Regions from separate parts of the Gossypium raimondii genome. Here region 2 is linked to region 1. A link is a contact called in public Hi-C data. All regions are on one chromosome and are shown on one strand. Each heading gives the region's core, a stretch centred on a gene start, on an enhancer-like site or on the middle of the called end of the contact. The rest is flanking DNA. Distances are from core to core; before and after follow the strand shown. Region 1 holds the start of LOC105763684 (protein CELLULOSE SYNTHASE INTERACTIVE 1). Region 2 holds the start of LOC105763685 (aspartic proteinase-like protein 1).

What was found. A called contact is a pair of places that touch in the nucleus more often than the background predicts.
Region 2: a contact with region 1 is called in a Hi-C map of leaf, with 4 times the contacts expected there. The contact joins the promoter of LOC105763685 here to the promoter of LOC105763684 in region 1. A contact is called at or near these places in 2 of 2 Hi-C or Micro-C datasets (both in leaf).

Annotation. Positions count from the first base shown.
Region 1 is chr12:31,389,721-31,392,813 of ASM2569854v1, reverse strand. LOC105763684 (protein CELLULOSE SYNTHASE INTERACTIVE 1) reads right to left here and starts at 1,768. Exons shown (of 8, transcript XM_012582001.2): 1 at 1,622-1,768; 2 at 1,151-1,311; 3 at 237-310. The coding sequence starts at 1,153.
Region 2 is chr12:31,603,856-31,607,012 of ASM2569854v1, reverse strand. LOC105763685 (aspartic proteinase-like protein 1) reads right to left here and starts at 1,846. Exons shown (of 10, transcript XM_012582002.2): 1 at 1,345-1,846; 2 at 534-672. The coding sequence starts at 1,649.

The DNA of each region.
Region 1 (3,093 bases), core at 519-3,018:
CATATATATTCTGTGCGGAAGCTAGAATGACAACATAAGTAGTTAGCTAAACAGTATGCTATCATTGCCAAAAAGGAGAAACTTTATGCTGTTTTTGTACAGAAAATTTAGTCTGTTCCAAATTTAGTAAACGACTCCAAGCAAAGAATTACTTAATCACATATGCTCGGTTCTTCATGCTGCAATGTTCCTCCTATCCTTGCACAATATTTACAAATAATAAAGCATAAACCAACCTCAAACCCATTTTCATAACTGAATGTGGAGTTGGGAGCTCCGAATCTTGAAGTTTGCCATCCCCATTTTTTTCCTGCAACCATAGACATAGGAATGTAATGATGTAAAATGCTTACAACTAGACATTCTCCACATTGAACTAGCCATGTGAAAGAAAAAAACATAATATACGATGACCATAAGAAGCTACAACAAGATATAGAGAACATATACAAGACAAGCATTAGAGAAATCAGATCCAAGGGTATTTAGGTAACTCACATCCCTGATGATAATTTCAGGGGTTAGATGAAGTTGACATATACATTTAGTATTTCATTTCCCCATTTTTTTTCTTTTTCAGAGATGAGTGGGTCAAAGAGAAGGGGGAGGGGGGAGTTTGTGGTCTTGGAGACTCCAATAATACCAATTACCTACCATATGGTAGTTGGAGAAAATCAGAGAATACAGCGACAGAAGCATCACTAAGCATATATCTCTAGACTGATCTCTATGGAAAAGGGAAACTTTAAAAGAAATGGAGCCAACTGACAGCATTAATCCAAGCTAGCATGTTAGAACATCAGATCTTAAATATCAGTATAAATATATTTCCAAAAAGAGAAAAAGGCATTCAACCAACACATTACAATAAAATTTTGGGGTCTCATCATTCAAATTTTTTTCAGATTTTATCACTATTGAATTGCATTTCCAAATGATCGCCGCCAGATACACTGTTTTCCCAGCTTAAAGAAACAAATTATCTACTAAAAGGATGCATTTATTTATTACCAATGACTGCAAAATGAGATCTAAATACAGTAGAAAAAAGACCACCTAAACTTCATAATTGGAAAATATCATAAATTCACAATCCATACCCTTAATGCTAAATTATCCAAAGACTGAAGTCTAAAAACTAGAAACATACCATATCATTAACAGGAAGGCCGCTGCTATTGTTAGCAGCAAACCGCCAAGCGAGTGTCGCTGCCAGCTTTGCTTCTTTAGTGCAAGATTCGCTGAATCTAAGAAAAAACTTAGCCCCTCTCCAGATTCAGCCACTACGCGTCGTCAAAACATTAAAATCTCCTGCCAAACAGTAACCGAAATAGAAATTTATCAATCAAATCCAGATCAAGCATAAATCATCATAATTCAACAATAAGTGTATCTCGAAAGAGCAAAAATCCAATGCAGCTAATACTAGTAAACTAAAACGAAAGAAAACGAATCGAGAAATGAATCACATTTCCAAGACTCTGATTTTTTTTCTTTTCATTAGGAGAGAAAACAGAAAACTGAAATGAATCGTTTTCCACTAAATTAAAGAATTAAAGAAAGAATTAAAGAATCAAAACTCGATGCAAAGAATTAAAAAAAGAAATGTAGAGAAGCAAACCTTTAAAGAGAGAACAATTAATCAATTCTTGATTTGATATGAGAAAAACAATAACTAGAGAAATGATGAAAAGATAAATACTCCTATATATACATATTTTATATTTGTTCTTCTACTTTTTCTCTCTGTTCTAATTTTTCCTTTTCCTTTTTAAATCAGCTCACTTACAGTTACAGCCGACGCTTTCAGTGAACCACCGACAACTTGAAGGGTCTACTTTTCGGCTCGGCTCGGCTCAGCTTGGCTTCTTGTATTCTGAGCTCGGCTTTTGTAACGTTCATAATTCGAATAATTTTCTAACATGAATTAAAATTATCCACGCATCCCAATTATGTTTGTGTCCCCATCTAATCTTAAATCTTTTCAATTTAGATACTAATATTTGAATTTATTTCTGTTTTAGTCGCTCGCAGTTAATTGAAAGCTTTTTTCTAACTAGTAGAATAACACATTTAGTTTTCAATACTTACATATTCTATCAATTAGATACTACTTCCAAATAATTCAATAAATTTAACCCTTCACATTTACAAATTCTATAATTTAATCCTCAGACTTTCTACTCAAAGCTTTCAGGTTTTAAAATAGAGACATTTCACATCTGTAAATTTATAAAACGCAAAAAAAGAAAAGAAACTAACGAGCCATTTGCCAAGTCAATTCTTGATACCAATGAGTTTATCTTGAAACTTTATTGGCTTTTCTTTTTCTCATTAGTCTTCTTCTAAATATAATATTTTATAACACTTTGATTCACAAAATTTTGACAAAAGCAAATGGAAAACCTTTTAAAAATAATTTAGATTTACTATTGATAACAATATGATATTCCCATCAAGATACTTAGAAATAGCCCTCAAGTTGGTTCTTCAAATTGGAAATTGAGGCTTAAAAATATGTCATGGAAAAATCCAGTTGTTCAATCAATAATTATATAAGAAAAATTATGAACATTTAATTTTCACAAGAAAAAATGTAAAAGAATTAATTGAATGTCCGTTTGTTACATTGATAATGATTTTTTATTTTATAAACTAATTAAGAGATTACTATTTGTTCTATTTATTGTTAATTATTTGCTTTTAATTTTAAATCCACAATAAGCAATGTGTATAACTATTAATCTAATTTAGTGTCAAATTATTTACCAAATTAATTAAAAACTAAAATTATGCTAGTCGGGTGAAGAATTACTTTTAAAAATATTAAATTATTTATATATTATTATTATATATTATAATTCTAAAATTTATATTTTCTATTATTTTTAATGGTGTTTAGTTAATTTCTAACACTAACTTCTTAAAATATAAAATAAAAGGGTTATGTATCGAATTAGATAATTTCAACCATAAATAAAACAATTAATAGATGTGGAATACCTCTATTTTAAAAGTTGAAAACTTTGGTTAGGAAGTTTGAGAATCAAATTGATAAAATTTGTAAATGTGAAGGATTAAATTTATTGAATT
Region 2 (3,157 bases), core at 597-3,096, 210 kb before region 1:
GATTAAGGTGACAATTTTCCTAATCTAAGAAGCACAGAAATCAATATAGATCAATTCTTAAATTGATGGAGACAACAGGGCACTTTTGTTAAAAATAGACATCTAACTTATGGCAAGAATAAAATTGTTGGATGGTAAAATAACATTAAACTCATGGAATTTGTACATATTTTATGTAATGAACTCCATTTGATGTTTTTGCTTAACATAGTGTATGAAATGTAAGGAGTAGAGTATCTAACAAGGTAAAAGTTTTATCACTGTTTATTTCATGTGTAATCATCTGTTATTTTTTTCCCTTTTTTCCAAAGCAATGAATAAGTTGGCTCCATTATTAACAGTAAACAGCAGCCTCGTTGAAGGATTCATGTTACATAGTTACCAAACAAGCATCATGAACAATGTAAATATGCCACAAAAAGCATAACAACTAAAAGGGTCAAACCTTCAAAAAAAAAAAAGGTAAGAATGATCATGAAAGTAAATAATACACCTAGAGTGTTTAACAACATAATCATAGAAAGCCGGCCTACCAGACTACTATAGTAACTGGCTGACAGTGGAGCACATTGCACACAATCGCATGGAACCCAAAGTAAATCGCTTCCCACATCCAACGCAACAAGAAATGAAACATTCGGTGTCCCTATATCAATCCAGGTGTAGTGTAACCTAAAATTTCAAAATTGAGTTTATTAAATAATCAAATAAACAGCAGAGAATAAACCCTCAGTTGATATTTACAAATATTTTATTTTTGGATTATAGAGTCATATACAGCTTAAAATCACCAATATGTCACATTCTCCATACGGGTTTTTCATGAATTGGGGGCTGTTCAAACTTCAAAATTCTCCATTTTCTAAGGTTAGCAACCTCCATTTTTCCATTACTGGTTCTAGAAAACCTAACCCTAACTTATTCCACTTCTATAATACATCTCTATTGGTATTGGAAAATGCTGTAAAAAGTACCCTAAGAGCATTTTATAAGTAAATATTTTCGCACTCGTTGCAGTAATTTCCATGCCATTAGCTAAGAACCTAGAAATTCATTTACAAGGAAATATAAACATTTGCACATAAAAATTGCAATTTTTTTTAAGCCCGGCAACTTGCATTGTACGAAGCAATCATTGTCCATCAACAAAAAAGAAAAATCAGGCAACAAAAAGTGGAAGACTTTCCTTCAAAGAAAGTCGAATACCTTTTAAAAGAAAATATAATGGGGATTTTTTTTAAAAAAAAGTAAACTGGAGAAAATTGAGCTACACTATTAGTCAAATATCGGTCAACAACATAGTTCAAATAAGATTCTTTTTTTTTAATTGGGGGGGGGGAATACCATCCGAAGTCATTTCCGAACGACGTCGTCTTACTCCCTTGAGAAGGGAAAACAAGATTGTACTTAGTCCCAAGCTTCATCTTCTGCCGCTGAAAATCGCTGTTGACAAGCAACTCATAGTACTCCAAATTCTTCATCTCCGGCCACCGAACTCCGCCGTCGTTCCTGAGAACCCTAAGCAGCTTCGCCTCATCGGAGAACCTATGAATGAGCCTGGAAGAGTAAGTAAAGTCCGCCGAAACATGGGAGGAGGAGAAGGCCAGAAAGGACACTAAAATCAGAATCAAAGATCGCGTCGTCTCCATTGACAAAGATCTAAGCTTTTTTTCACAAAAAATAGAAAATAGAAATGCGTATGGAAATCAAAGCCGGAAAATGGGTAGGGATTTCTCTCTCCTTTCTTTGAGGATTTTTTTGGTTTCGAAAAAGGAGAAGAAGGGTGCGCAGTGCGCATAGAGTTAGAGGGAGTAAAGAGAGTGGAGAGCGTTGCTGTTGGGATAAATTTTTGGATCCGAGTAATAAATAGTAAGCAGGAAGTGTTAAAAAATAATAAAGTGGGATTAATTAATTAAGGAGTATATGTAGGTGGGGTCCAGTGGTGAGCAGGAAAAAAAAGATAGTAGGTTGACGTGTCAGAGAAAAGAAGAAAAGGAAAGACGGGTTTGATTGGGGGGAGGTTGTAATAGTCTGACACGTGGGGTCCGTTACGTTTGTGGGGTTTAGAGATGAGGAGACGGCGTGCTGATTCCTGTCCTTCACTTTCAACCGTTGCCTTCACTTAGCTGCCTGCCTGCCCTGCCTTCTTTTCCTGTTTTTCCTTTACGTCTTCCCCCTGCTACAATTTATTAACTCAGAATATTTTACTCAATGTTTGTTAGTGTTAGTTTAGCAATATTTTTGAAAAGTATTGTGAAAAGGTGTTTTTGAGAAATATTTTTAAAAGTTTGGTTTAAAATTTAAGTATTTAATATTACTGTTAAAATTACTTTTAAAAATAAAATATCTATTTTAGACATGTTATTATCAATTAACAAATATGCATTTAAATAATATTTAAATTAGTTAATATTATTATATTTTAGTAAGAATATAAAAAATTATTATAACTTGTTAATATTTTAATATATGAAACATAAATTTTAAATATTTTAAGCAATAAATATTAATTATTTATAAAATTTAATTAGAATATATAAACTACATTTTAAATATTTAAATATAACCATTAAATATTTGTAATTAGTATTTAAAAAAATATTTTTTTTATTTTTAATTAATAATTTTAACACATTTGTAATTAAGCACCAAGAAAAAAAGGAAAGTACTATGTTATTGGAGAGGTGAAAAAGTAATTAAGCACCAAATTTATTTTTGGGAGAGGAAAAGCTAAAATTTTTAGCTTCTCCTTTTCATAAGTGCTTTTGAAAAGCACTTCTGAAAAGCTAAAAATTTCAGCCAAAAACAGCTTGTTCTGCACAGCTTTTCTTCCAAAAATATTTTTGGAGTCAAAAGTGTTTTTTTTAAACAATGAAGAACTGGCCCTTAATCACCACCGGTGGAATTACTAATTTATCAATTTGATTAAAAAATGTAAAATGAAAACAATCTAGTTGAATCAATTTTTTAGTCAATTCTAACTGTTAGTATTAGTTTTCAATCTAATTGATTTAAAATCACGCTTTTGTCTGCTATTCTAGCACATGTAAGTCTCTTTGTTTTCCTGGTTTTTTGTTGTTTTTTTTCTTTTTTTATGGTTTTTTTGAATGCGGTGGCTTGGGAAGTGCCAAGGGTTTTTTTGAGAATCAGGTTTAGA